2 separate regions of the Danio rerio genome follow, and region 2 is linked to region 1. A link is a contact called in public Hi-C data. All regions are on one chromosome and are shown on one strand. Each heading gives the region's core, a stretch centred on a gene start, on an enhancer-like site or on the middle of the called end of the contact. The rest is flanking DNA. Distances are from core to core; before and after follow the strand shown. Region 1 holds the start of rragd (ras-related GTP binding D). Region 2 holds the start of si:ch73-204p21.2.

What was found. A called contact is a pair of places that touch in the nucleus more often than the background predicts.
Region 2: a contact with region 1 is called in a Hi-C map of an unstated tissue, with 2.6 times the contacts expected there. The contact joins the promoter of si:ch73-204p21.2 here to the promoter of rragd in region 1. A contact is called at or near these places in 2 of 18 Hi-C or Micro-C datasets (caudal fin and an unstated tissue).

The regions. Positions count from the first base shown.
Region 1 is chr17:17,040,568-17,047,484 of GRCz12tu, forward strand. rragd (ras-related GTP binding D) reads left to right here and starts at 5,643. Exons shown (of 7, transcript NM_001099424.2): 1 at 5,643-6,001. The coding sequence starts at 5,872.
Region 2 is chr17:17,302,436-17,309,707 of GRCz12tu, forward strand. si:ch73-204p21.2 reads left to right here and starts at 2,408. Exons shown (of 9, transcript XM_073928366.1): 1 at 2,408-2,514. clmna (calmin a) reads left to right here. Exons shown (of 14, transcript XR_012393297.1): 14 at 1-102. It overlaps map7a (microtubule-associated protein 7a), which reads right to left. Exons shown (of 14, transcript XM_694976.8): 14 at 4,934-7,272.

The sequences.
Region 1 (6,917 bases), core at 4,393-6,892:
AGCAATCATCTCTCAACACAACATTTGTGCTTTGAAGTCATCACAAAGTATGTAATACAAACATCTGGGAGTTTAAAGTGGGTTACCACGTTGCATGCAATACAGCAGTTCTCATTTTTGTGTGTTTTGCTTGTGCCGTTTCTGTTGTTTTCAAGGCCATATTCATCATGTGGGTTCATGAATATTACATTACTTCATCCACAGGGAAATTATGCATATTAAGATAACACAAAAATGAAAAGCGTTTGCAGGGCAAATGGGAGGAACGGTGTTGGCATGAAAATAATTAACAAGATGATTCAATCATTGCTCAACCGGAAAATGCCCTCCAAACACTTCCCTGACCTAATAATAATAATAAATAATTCTCGATTTTTAATCATTATTATTTAGTCTTGTTTAACTATAATATTATCATTATTTTGATTCAGTTTAAGTCTTTTTTATCAGCATATTATTTTTACACAGTATATGTACCGGTATATTACACCCTATTTTACATGGAGATTGAAATGAGGACAGATGTCAAGCTGTTACTGCAGTGCTTATAGCACGAGCCTCGTGAATGGATCATTTCTAAGCTGATCTTTTATAAAATGATCGACTGACCCTAAAGATTAAACTGTGCTATACTCAAGTAAGAGTAAAACAAAATGTAGCATATTCAGATTTCTTGAAATTATGCTTTACTTGGCTGTCAACAGCAGCATGTAGTCTGTGGTAAATGTGTATTTGCTTTTACTAAATGACCAATCAGTGCAATATAGTGTAGGATACATACAGTATATTTAGAATCTTACACTCACCGGCCACTTTATTAGTTACACCTGTCCAACTGCTTGTTAACACAAATGTCTAATCAGCCAATCACGTGGTGGCAACTCAATGCATTTAGGCATGTAGACATGGTCAAGACGATCTGCTGCTCTTCAAACCGAGCATTAGAATGGGGAAGAAAGGTGATTTAAGTAACTTTGAATGTGGCATGGTTGTTTTTGCTAGATGGGCTGGTCTGAGTGTTTTAGAAACTGCTGATCTACTGGGATTTTCACTCACAATCATCTCTAGGGTTTACAGAGAATGGTGAGACAAAGAGAAAATATTCAGTGAGAGGCAGTTCTGTGAGCACAAATGCCTTGTTGATGCTTGAGGTGGTGGTGTAATGGTGTGGGGGATATTTTCTTGGCACACTTTGGGCCCATTGGTACCATTTGAGCATCACGTCAATGCCACAGCCTTCCTGAGTATTATTGCTGATCTTCTGATGGCTATTTCCAGCAAGGTAAAGCGCCATGTCATAAAGCACGAATCATCTTAGACTGTTTTTTTTTTAGACATGACAATGAGTTCACTGTACTCAAATGGCCCCAACAGTCACCAGATCTCAATCCAATAGAGCACCTTTGGGATGTTGAGTAACGAGAGATTTGCATCATGGATGTGCAGCTGCTTGATGCTATCATGTCAATATGGACTGAAATCTCTGAGGATCTCTGATCTATTTCCAGTACCTTGTTGAATCTATGCCACAAAGGGTTAAGGCAATTCTGAAGGCAAAAAGGGGGTCCAACCCGGTATTAGACCTAATAAAGTGGGCGGTGAGTGTATATGCATTGTACTCATAGGTTAAAAAATCTCATTTTATTTCATTGCAAAAATCATTAGAATAAGCTAAGGTCATGTTCCATGAAGATATTTTGTAAATTCTAATTGTAAATATATTGAAGCTTATTTTTTAATAATGAATTTGTTTGGAAACTTTAAAGGTGATTTTCTCAATAATTTGATATTTTGAAGCCTCAGATACCAGATGTTCAAGTACACTGTAAAAATATCTGTAATTTACAGTTTCCATATTTTAAGTGTTTTCCGTATATTTATAATTGCAATTTACATGTATGTCTCTGTTCTATCCACTCTAAAAACTCTAAAAGTATAAAACTCTAACTGTAATAAAACTCTACAGTATAACAGTGACAATTATTGACATTTCAATAATTATAATAAAAGTCACTTTTTAAAACTTTTTAAAAGTTGCTATATCATGTATATTAATGAAGTTGCATGTGGTTCACAATAGTGCGCTAATTGGCTCAAACCAAGTCTTCCTCATGAATTAATGCTGAAAGCTCAAAGACGTCACTGTGTACTGTCCGGTACAGAGAGCCAATCTCCACGCTGGAATTTACCCAAGGATTTCATCGCCGTGACGCAGCTTCAAAATTTCTTTTCAAACCAGAGGAATAAATTAGCTTAAAACAACGCAAAAAACAATTTTCTATTTTTTTGTGAAATAGTCCTTATAGTGTTTTTAGCAATGTGGGACACATATATGACTGTCAACATCTCAAAAATGTGTTTTGCTGTTTCGTGACCCTTTAAAGAAGTGGACTGCCTTTTTAGAGCATGGTGATACTTGCTGGTGCTGATGGCTGAGGCTCTCAGCAATTACGTGAATAAAAAGCTTATTTAGAAATCTAAATTTAAAATGAATTGACACTTACTGCATTATTAGTTTTGTGGTCCAGGGTCACATATTACTGTATATTTTTAAATGTAAAAACCAGTCTGAAAAAAAGAGAGAAAAAACTTTCGAATAAACTGATACATTATTTTACAATTTTCTTACACTGTTTAAGATTCCAAAAATATGTTTGAGTTTTTCAATAACTAATGTGTTTGGGTGAAAAGTGTGATTAAACATTTATGATGAATTTATTAATAAGTGTGCTGTATAGTGATTAGATATTATGTTTCATTCAAATTTAAGTTGCTTGAAAACAGTGATTATGCTTTTGAATATATGAACTGTAATAACAGATTGTTTGAATGTAATATTAAAATATCAACTATACTAAAGGTAAACAAAGATGACTGGATGATAATAATAATAAAAGGCATAACTTTTTCAGAGATTCTGTGGTTTGGACTGGAAAAAGGGCAGAGTTCATATACATACAGCACTAAACATCTGTACTGCACCACCTACACCACTCTCATCTGCCTGTCAACTGTCCCAGAGGAAATTACTAGCATCAGCTGGCGGTATGTTGGCTTTGTGGGTACAGAATCAGTGGAACTGCAGTAGGTCAAATCCTCAGGGAACACAATAGTCTGGATTCACTGTACAGAATATTTCCGCATCTACATCAGTTTCTTGAACATTGCACAAAAATACCTGTTATTCTAGCTCGCAGTTTTATTTATTATTATTATTATTAACTTTTGTGCACTCTTCAAATTTGCATCTACTGAATTATACTGTTTTAAAATCATAATTTTTTGCATTTATTCAAACTACTATATTGCTTAGAAAATTACAGGATTTTAACTCTTTAATTGCTAAATTCACAAGTGATGTCACTGAATTGATGAAAAACACACAAAATGACGTATTTTCAACATAAAAAGTAATTGTGGACTGGATATTTTTTCCCTTTTATCAGTCTTGCATTTGAATGTTTAGTAAGCATTGGCTTTGATGCATTGTTAGATTTTCATTTTTTCTCTAATTTACTGTTGGTGGCTGTTTTTGCACCATTAACTTCCATTAAAACCATATTTGATGGTTCATAATTCACAGTCTTTGTTTTTGTTTACTCCATGTAGTTCTGAGAGCTGGGATACATCTTTTGATTTTCTCAGACACATTAAGTTAAGTGCATAAATGTCAATTTCACACACTCAGACACACACACGCACACACACTTTAATTTGCTGTTATACTCCATATAAAATCCAGACACAGCTTTTTTTCAGCTTTTTTTTTTTTTTTTTTTTTTTTTGCACAGGCCTATCTAAAGGGTTAATGGTGCCAACAGACGATCAACAGTAAAACTAACAAATTGTGCCCCTTCCCGACAGGGAAAACTACCAACAATCAAAAATGCATGATTATATGGTGTCATGGTTTTGTAAAAAAAAATGTGGTTATAATGGAAGTCAATGTGGCAAATAACAGCTAACAGTAAAGTAAGGAGAGAAAAAATCTATCAAAAACAATGCATTAAAGGCAATGTTGTTTCACATGTCTAGGACTTTGATAAAAGGTTAAAAAAATCAAGTCCACAATAATTTGTTATATTAAATACATGGCATTTTGTGTGTTTTTTTTTCAACAAATCAGCAACTGTATTTATGAATTTGGCAATTAAAGAGTTAAAATCCTGTAATATTCTAAGCAATTTAATCAATTTGATCAGGACTGAAGTTGATTAACAGATTTATGGAAATAATAATAATAATAATAATAATAATAATAATAATAATAATAATAATATTAATAATAATAATAATAATAATAACAATTTAATCTGATGCATGTTTACAGCAGTTTAATTCAGTGGATGTTTTCTTCCCAAGCATAACAACAGGGTAGTAAATTTGTCCAGAGTGTATCGTTGAGTTTTTTTTATTTTCCTAACATTTGTTTCTAAATAACATGTCACCAAAATCATTCTGCTAGCTGAAACACCAGTTATGGCCAAATTAAGACTAAAAAATCACCCCAGAGTGGATGAAAACATTCCCAACAGTACATAGGGGTTAATAGGGGTTATATTTGATTATTGTATAACATTTTTTTAACTACAGTTTTAAGCATTTTTTATAGCTGCAAAAAGAGACTCAATTCATCTTTTGAAGTTTATATTGCTGGTTATAAATCTGAGGAATCAAGAGTGTGCAGTTTTCTGATGTATTGTCTTTAATCCCATGTTAGGGAATATGCATTGAAAATTCCCTTCTATGCCTGAAATCATCTGCACAGAGTATGTACAAGACATAAACTTGACTTACTTATTCTTGAAGAGAGAGAGAGATAAACTAGAGAATTCAAATGATAATTTTTCAGCTGCAAACAAAGGAATGAGACTCATAGACGTGCATTAATCTGCTCCATTAATATAATTCAGTGCCACATCAAAGCATTTACAGCGCCATCCAGCGGATCCAACTAGTCGAACGGCATTAAACTTATAAATAGATGATAAGAATAATATGAAGCATGTCTAATGTTAATATTTTGTTAATTAAAGTTTTTAAAGAAGTCTAAATAAAATTATTAATGTTAATAAGCAGATTTAATTAAATGTTAAAGCTATATCTTCATATTTATGATAATAATAAAACAACATCAATTATAATTATTTATTTATTAATAAAATTCGATTATTTAATTTTTGTCCGTTTCTAAGTAAATGTCTATCATTAATTAAACAAACTAATACAAATACTTAATTATAGGCTAATAAAAATTAGTGCCAGAAGTATGAAACAAAATTATTTTATATATTAACAAGTATATTAATGATATTAATAAGTTAAATAAGAAAAACATTTAGGTCTGTTTGATTAATATGCATACCATAAGAATAGCAAAATTGTATTAGATATTAATAATATTTTGTTAATAAGAGATGGCCTTTCAATTTTAAAAATAAATATATATTTTGTAGCCTAATAAAATAAGGATATTTAAAATTAACAGCCGACTACATACATGTAATAGATTATGCACACAAAAAAGGGTAATAGTAAGGTTACTAAATTAATTTTCTAAATTTATCCCGTAAAAGACTACATCTCCCGAGATCCACAGAGTGCTAGGAGTCCATGCACAGCCTGTTTGTTTGGGGAAGGGAGGCGTCCCATATCAGCCGGTCTCCTGTCAGAAAGTTTGTCCCGCGCCGCGGCTTTTCTTCCAGCGGGGCCGCTGATGAACAGCCGCGGTCAGCCGTGATACCGCGCACAGGCACCCGCTGTGAGCGAAAGAGGGGGAGGAGGTGAAAGTTCACCATGGCTTGACCGTATCGGATGACAATGTGGAAAAGTTTGGCTGCCTCCTCAGATTAAATTTCTCAAACTCGGAGAATGACAAGCGCACGGAAAAACAATGAAGTAGACGGAGAAAACGAAGCGCTGTCTTTCGATTATTACGACGACGATGACGACTTCGATGCGTTCACTGACGGGGACGGAGACTGCAGCTGCGATGGAGGAGGTTGGAGCTTTAATTTACCAGTCATAAATTACAATTTATGGATATGTTTGTAATAGGGCGCAAAATATAGCTAATTATAGCCCATGTCACACAATAAATCCCATTCCCCTATTAAAACACAGTTAATTGTACAGCAATGCTGGTAGCCTTATTTAACATTACTTAAAGTGTCATAAATTAATCTATACGTAAACTAAAATATAAACTTTCTGTATGCATACACTTTTTGACACCCACTTTATTTGGTTTTGATATCGTCAATAAGGTGTAAAACAAATAGGCCTAACCTATAGGCTCAAGGTGTTGGGAAACTTTGTTTGGTAAACATTTTGGAGGATCGATTTATTAATAAGCGGTAACCTGATATTAATCACTCTTGCTATAAATAAATGGGTTTAGTAAAATTTTTATATTGTTTATTATGTTTTCCAAATAGACTACCACTGATAAATGTAATGGAGGTACTGAAAGCTGTGGTCAGCCAAGTGTTTATAATGGATTTTATAATACTGGTCTTGTTACTAGCAAAACTCCCTTATGGGGACTTTACATTAGTCACCATGACCATGAAGAAAGGTAACTTAAGTTACTTGAAAGTAGCAACATAGGCCTATTACAAGAGACTTAGAAATGAGTGCATATTTTCGCTCTCATGATTTTATTTAAAGACTCTATTGTGTAATTTTATGTATGCATTTTGATCAGCATGACTCTCTGACCTTCAGTTTTTCTTTCCCCCTTATTGGAAAGCATTTAGATTTCACTTACAGATTTTTACTTACAACTTAGTCCATTGTTTGTACATTTACTTTAGATGCAAACGTTGATTATCCACTGCAATGACAATTTTTTTTTCATTAATTGTTTAGCAGTTTAACATGCACACTACACATTCATATCATGCAGGGTCCCAATT
Region 2 (7,272 bases), core at 1,158-3,657, 260 kb after region 1:
TTTTAAAAGTCACCAAGTGAAACTATGTCCTGCTTTTGTAATGAAAATTGTTCATTTTCGTGTTAAAATGCACTAGAGTGCAATAAATGATATATCCTTTTATGCCTGTTGTGTGATTTATAGCATCTTGATCATTATTTTAATCAGCAGCAATAAAGAAATGATCATTATTACTTGAAAATGATGATGTGGCATTTGACAAAGGTTTTCTTTTTTCCCAAATTCAAAATAAGACTTGTCATTTAGAGCAGGGGTTCTCAAAATAAGACTTGTCATTTAGAGCAGGGGTTCTCAAACTTTTGAGCCTGTGACACCTAAAATACAATTTCAGTGACCAGCGACGCCCACTATCCTCTGAGGTGGTTTTAAACATACAGTTGAAGTTATTAGACCCCCTTTAATTTTTTTTTTTCTTTTTTTAAATATTTCCCAAATTATGTTTTAACAGAGCAAGGACATTTTCACAGTATGTCTGATAATATTTTTTTTTTCTGGAGAAAGTTCTTCTGGAGTAATTGTTTTATTTCAGCTAGAATAGAAGCAGTTTTTAATTTTTAAAACCATTTTAGGGTCAAAATTATAAGCCCCTTTAAGCAAATTTGTTTCGATAGTCCACAAAACAAACCATCCTCATACAATAACTTGCCTAATTACCCTATCCTGCCTAGTTAACTTAATTAACCTAGTTAAGCCTTTAAATGTCACATAAAGCTGTATAGAAGTGTCTTGAAACAAATTAGTTAAATATTATTTACAGTCATCATGGCAAAAATAAAAAATGTGGGCTAATAATTCGGACTTCAACTGAACAAGTTTTGCACACAATGGTGCACACACACAATTAGGCCTATATAAACACAAGCATATTTACAACACAATATGCTAAAAAAAAGTGCAAAAATCTAAAAATCATATTTTTACTTTTTTGTTTATTATTCATTGGTTTAATTTAATATTAACCTAATCTAATGAGACTGGTGGGCACAATGTTTACTGCAAGGTTTAATTTTGGAGACAGTCACATGAAGATCATCCTCTATCTTCAGTTGTGTATGATTTTTTAAATCTTTTAAAAAAAAACTTTTATTTTTAAAGTACGTTAGTTCCGTAAAGGTGTCAAAGTTGCTGCAACTGACGCTACCTGCTAAAAAAAATCAAGCTTAAACCAGCCTAGGCTGGTTGGCTGGTTTTAGCTGGTCGACCAGGCTGGTGTTAGAGGGGTTTTGGCCACTTCCCGGCTGGTTTCAAGCCATTTCCAGCCTGGTCTTAGCTGCTCAGGCTGGAAAATGACCAGCCAAATCCAGCTAAAACCAGCTTGACCAACCTGTTTTAAGCTGGACATAGCTGGTTTTGGCTAGGCTGCTCAAGCTGGTTTTAGCTGTATTTAGCTGGTCATAGCTGACCAGCTAAGACCAGGCTGGAAATGGCTGGAAACTAGCCTGGAAGTGGCCAAAACCCCTCTAAAACCAGCCTAGTTGACCAGCTAAAACCAGCAAACCAGCCTAGGCTGGTTTACGCTGGATTTTTCAGCAGAATATATATTCAATGTTACAAATAATATTATTAATATTGAAAGGCTGATAGCTTTTTATTGCATAGTGTTTTTTATGTAACTAGTAAATACTATTTTAATCTTGTGTAGGTTATGTAAAAAATGTGGTAATTCTAATAGTTTATTTGATTTTTTTTAATCACTTGGCGACCCCTTCACATTGTCCTGCAACGCCCCATGGGGCCCCGACCCCAACTATGGAAATCACTAATTTAGAGCATGTTTTGCATTATTAAAAGTATATTTTAGACAATTTAATACCAATGTTTTAATATCCAGCATATGTTTTACACAGGGGGTGCCCTTCCAGCTGCAACTCATCAATATAGGAAACATACACAATAATTCACAAATATACACTGCGGACAATTTAGCTTAGCCAATTCCCCTATACCATGTTTTTGGACTGTGTGGGAAACAGGAGCAGGAGGAAACCCACGCGAACACGGGGAAAACATGCAAACTCCACACAGAAATGCCAACTGACCCGCCGAGTCTCAAAGCAGCGACCTTGCTGTGAGACTGCCCATGTTTTAACTTAAATAGTTAAAATCAATATTTTGTGGAATAACATTAATTTTCAGTGACAAAAAATGAAACGTTTGTTATTCTGGTCAATAATGAAACAAATCAAAACCGTAGACTAGCTCTTAAAATGGATTACATGTCATGAGGTTACCTGTTGTTTTACTAAATCTTGTGAAATTATAAATATTTAAGCATCATTAGGAATGGCCAGTTTTATATAAATAATGTATTTGCCATAAAATATTTAAAAACCACTTTTGCTTTTGCTCCATTCACCAGACAAACCGAAAATCTTCACGTATTTGCCTGTAGCGCCACTTGCTGGTCAGTGTGTTTATAATATATCGTCGAGTTAAGACTATTTGGGGCTGTTGACACACCTCAGAGTAAATATAGCTGTTAATAAACATAAAACACTCCTGGCTGAGCAAAGGGTATTATAATTTACGTACTTTGTTTTGTTTAAACCATTGTACGGTGAGATTGTGACATTTTCATGTCTCGGTTAACGTAGTGGATTTACTGACCGTCAAACAGAATCTGGACAGGTGAACTAATTAACGTCAGCCCAAATTTAGCTTTCGCTCTGTTGTCTTCAAACTGCGATACCATCGTGTCATCTGATGCGGTTTTGCTCGGATGATCCCACCAAATGTTGTTTAAACTCCCTTTAATCCAACAAAATCTGGTAAGTGCTGCGAATTTCAATCCCCCGAGGTTCACTGGTTGCGTGTGACACTTTCCAGGAATAGGCCATCATTTGTTGTCCAATTTAGAGCTTTTTTAAGCAGTAAGTTAGAAGAACGAATATCGTGTTTCTGAATGATTGGATGTGTTGGGTTAACTGTTATCTAACACAAAACTAACCCAGCATGACAAATGGTTAGTTTTAAACTGAGTTTTCCTCAGTTTATGAGTACTTGTCTTGTAAATGACATTTATATTAATTTCATTTAATTGTAGTAAAACTGTTAATATGCATAACCAAAAAATTGGATTGTTTAAAATTTATTTAAAACCCTTGTCAAAAAAATCCTGTTGGAATTTCAGTTAATCTTGTAGGATTTGTAAAAGTTTTATTGAACATTTCACTTTGTCCTATATGATTTAAATCCTTTTGGACATTATTACTTAATTCATTTGAATTTCCACTTTTTTTCCTATGGAATCTGGTTTGGTTTTCAAAATCTCATTAGAACTTGTGTTTTAATGGAATTTCACCTCATACTGTTTTTATTGTACTAATTAGGGATTTTTAATCAATATTTTCTATACTTAACTTTCTATACTTCAGTATTTTAACTTATTTTTGTGTTGGCTAATGGTGAAAGAATGACATATCTTGTTTTGTCAGGTTTGATTTATATTCACAATAATCACTACTTCTAATTAGGCATGGGCCGGTATAAGATTCTGAAGGTACGATAATCTTGAATAAAAATATAGTTTGACGTTGTGATTACTGCTCTAAGATTTATTCTTCTGAAATATCTGGGTAAAAATCTAAAACTTTTCCCCCCAATGAACACAATATATTTTATATTAAGAAACATTTAAAATATTTCGTAACAGTAAACCTCAATCTAATAATTCAAATGAATTATTGACTTCTGCTGTCTTCATTATTTTCAAAAACACAGAGTTCATTGCAATATAAAAGGGCATCTTTGCAAATCTTTTCTGCTGGAGATACTGTTGTCCTAAAAAATACAAAAGAAAAAAGTAAAAAAAAAAAAATGTACACACCTTAGGAACGGTATAGCAGAATTTTTTGGCAGTTTTAAAACCTTGAAATTTCCAAACCGTGGCATACCTTGAAAATAGTTATTGTCCCATGCCTACTTCTAATCATAAATGAACCGAAAATTAAATCATAGAATGGTGGGGCCCCAGGCAAGATAACAAAAATTTGGTTACCTTGGTGTGATAGTTTGGTTTAATTAGTTAACTATTATACAAAACATTCTGAATGTGGCATAATATTTACCTTGCATATTGCACGAGACTCTGTGATCATATATATTGTTGCATCAATTAAAGTCCTAAAGTTACTAAAGTAAAAAAGTAAAAAAAAGTTTTTTTTTTTTTTTTTTGCTTTAAAAGGTTCCTAGTTTAATTTAAATTTGCATTTATGTGCATTGCATAGATTAGAAATATTTAGATTAAATATTTTATGACTTAAGAAACGGTCATTATTTTAAAAAATTTTTGCAATATACCTACTCAAAAATAAATGAATAAAATACCAACAGTAGTTATTTGTTTTTGCAAATAGACTCCATATATTCTGACCAAAAACATCAAATCTTAGCATTTTGATGTGGGTGTTTAGGCAAGGGTTGGTTTATATTTATAAGCGAGTGTATGAGGATGCATCCAGGGTTCTCCCTTAATTAACCCTTTAAGGATGTCAAAACAACATGTGAGGGGAGCCAGCAGAAAATATATCACACTGCTGTGTCTTAATAATTCTACAACAAAAATAAAGAAATGAAAATCATATGAAAATACATTTGACCACCCTTATAAAAATAATGCAATATTAAAATATAATATTTATTTAATGACTAATTCTAGGCTGCCAGCACCACACCACATAGTTTTTTCACGCAAGTTAAATTTACCATGGTTTATTGTAGTAAAGTCATGTTATAAAGTAAATCTTTTTTGTAAAACTACAGCTTCGCTAAAATAGCAAATCCATGGTTAAATTGTAGTTCGCATAAAACTACAGAAATCATTATTTTTGTAGTGAACCCATAGTAAATTTTCAAAAAGGTCAACTGCAATTTCAACAAGTATTACTTCTTATTATTGCTTTTGTTGACTGTTATGAAAAAACACACAAACCAGTTTGTTTTTCTAAGCTTTTATTAATTACACCAATAAAAAAACTGAATTAAACTGTTTACATCTTTACCCCTTATAATATTGCATAAGCCTCTATGATTGCACAAGATAAGCAGTTACCTACCGGCACACTATAGATCAATGCTTATAAGGCAGACGAGTATGTAATAATATTACATTTCGGTTATGAAAACAGGGGTGGGGGAACATTTTATTTGGAACAGCTAAAGTAGCAGCAGTGCAAAACCAGCAACAGAAACTGTAAATTCATGAGCTCGTTCAGTACTGTGGTGCAAAAGCAGTGGTCAGCAATGAGAACAGACAGAAAGTGACTTCATTACATTAATTACTGATGATTGCTTTCTAGCACTGATGTCTGATTATAAACTCTTATACACCCTTGTTCAAGCGTTTGCAGACAAATAAGATCATTTGTGTTTATTGGATCAAGTAAACATCAATATTATGAATATATATTCTTACAATTTATAAGTGCATTAATTAGGGATTGTTCACCCAAAAATGAAAATGTCTTAATTTACTCGCCCTTCACTGATTTCAAACTAGGCTGCACAATATTGGATAAAATGGATATTGCGATATTTGATTTTTCTGAGATACAAACTGCGATATTGAGTAGAATTTTAACAGATGAGTTGAATAGCTCTATTTGAAAATAACTTTTTGATTGATATTATGATTTTATAGTAGAGCACATCTGCATTAAATGTAATAAATCACAAGCATTGAGAAATACAGTAGAGAAAAGTTTGAAATAAATAAATGATGTACGGATCTCAGGAAGACAAATTGAATAATTAAATATAAAATGACACTAGTTTTTAATGTGTGTACTAGGGATGCCACAGTTCTCAATATAATATTAAACCATTAGGTACAACCTCCACGGTTCAATACCTGCTTGTGAATTTTTGTTTTCTCGGTTTTGCGCATAAAAAAATTTATGTGCGTTTTATATCTCCCCGAATTGGCTGTGTGTGCCTTTAAGTCTACGAGCTGAGATGAGGAAACTCCTCCCCACGAGTAAATATCCAATAAATATGCTCTAAAGTTAGGGGGCGCTTGAGCATCATTCCACACTGTAACATGGCGAGCGCCGGTGAAGTGAGGTTAGGGCAACAGTACAAGGAAGCGCCGTTGAAGTGAGGCAACAGTACGAGAAAGCGCCGGCGTCTTTCAAATCTGCGGTGTGAGGACATTTCGGTTTTGCTGGTAAGTATAATGGCAATAAAAGAAAAAACAGTGAACAAAAAATAATTGTGTGCAAGCATTGGTTTACACGTATAACCATGACTGCACATCTGCAGCGCCATCATTATCACTGTCTGAAGGCTGAATAGCAGAGAAGGTAATAAAGTCCTCCAAATAGCAACAATCCCTTGCTGAATCTTTCAAGCAAACATACCCAACTGGTTCCGAGACACACAAAAATAACAAAGACAGTGCGGGTGTTTATTGCTAAAGATTTGCTTTCGGTGATTGGAGATGTGGGCTTTTGTCATCTTATAAAAGCACACAATCTGCTTTACAGACTACAGTCTTGCATTTTTTCAGCACCGAGATCATTAATATGGTTTATTTATGTTTACTTAATTACAAATTGTTTATTTGAAATGGCAAATTTATTTTTATTAGCTTCACGTGTATGTTTATTTTCAAAGTGTAGGATTTTATGTGTTCCCCAGTTTGTAAATGGGCTACCAGCAGCTGTGAGATTTCAGTGTTCATTTTTTTATACAATACACTAGGAACTAATGTACTTTTCTTGGCTTTAAAGTAAAACAAAATGAGTATTGCAATGAAATATTTTTTTTCTTCTTAACCTCTTGCTGTTTCTATTACCTATAGAATAGAAAAAAAAAAACATGTCAAGCCATGAGAACTGAACCAAAAACCGTATAAAAAACCGAGGTATCTATTGAACCGTGGGCTAACTGTATTGTTGCATCCCTATTATGTACACTGTAAGACCCAAAAAGTTAAGGTAACTCAAACCGTTTGAGGAAACCAGTTGCAAAAAATCATTTAAGTTCAAAAACTAATCCTAATGAGGACTGTAAACTTAATCCATTTGAGTAAATGAAGCAATTTGAGCACAGTAAAACTCAAATGAAAAAAACTCAAACCAACTGAGTACTGGAACACTCAATAGGTTAAGGCAACTCTAACTGTTTGAAGAAACCGATTGCTACAAGCTATTTGAGTTAAAAAAAAAATCTATATGAGTACTGTGAACCTCCTTCATTTAAGTTGAAGTAATGAGGTATTTAATTAACTCATTACTTTTAACACTGAGTTCAAAATTCTTTTCAAATGAGTAG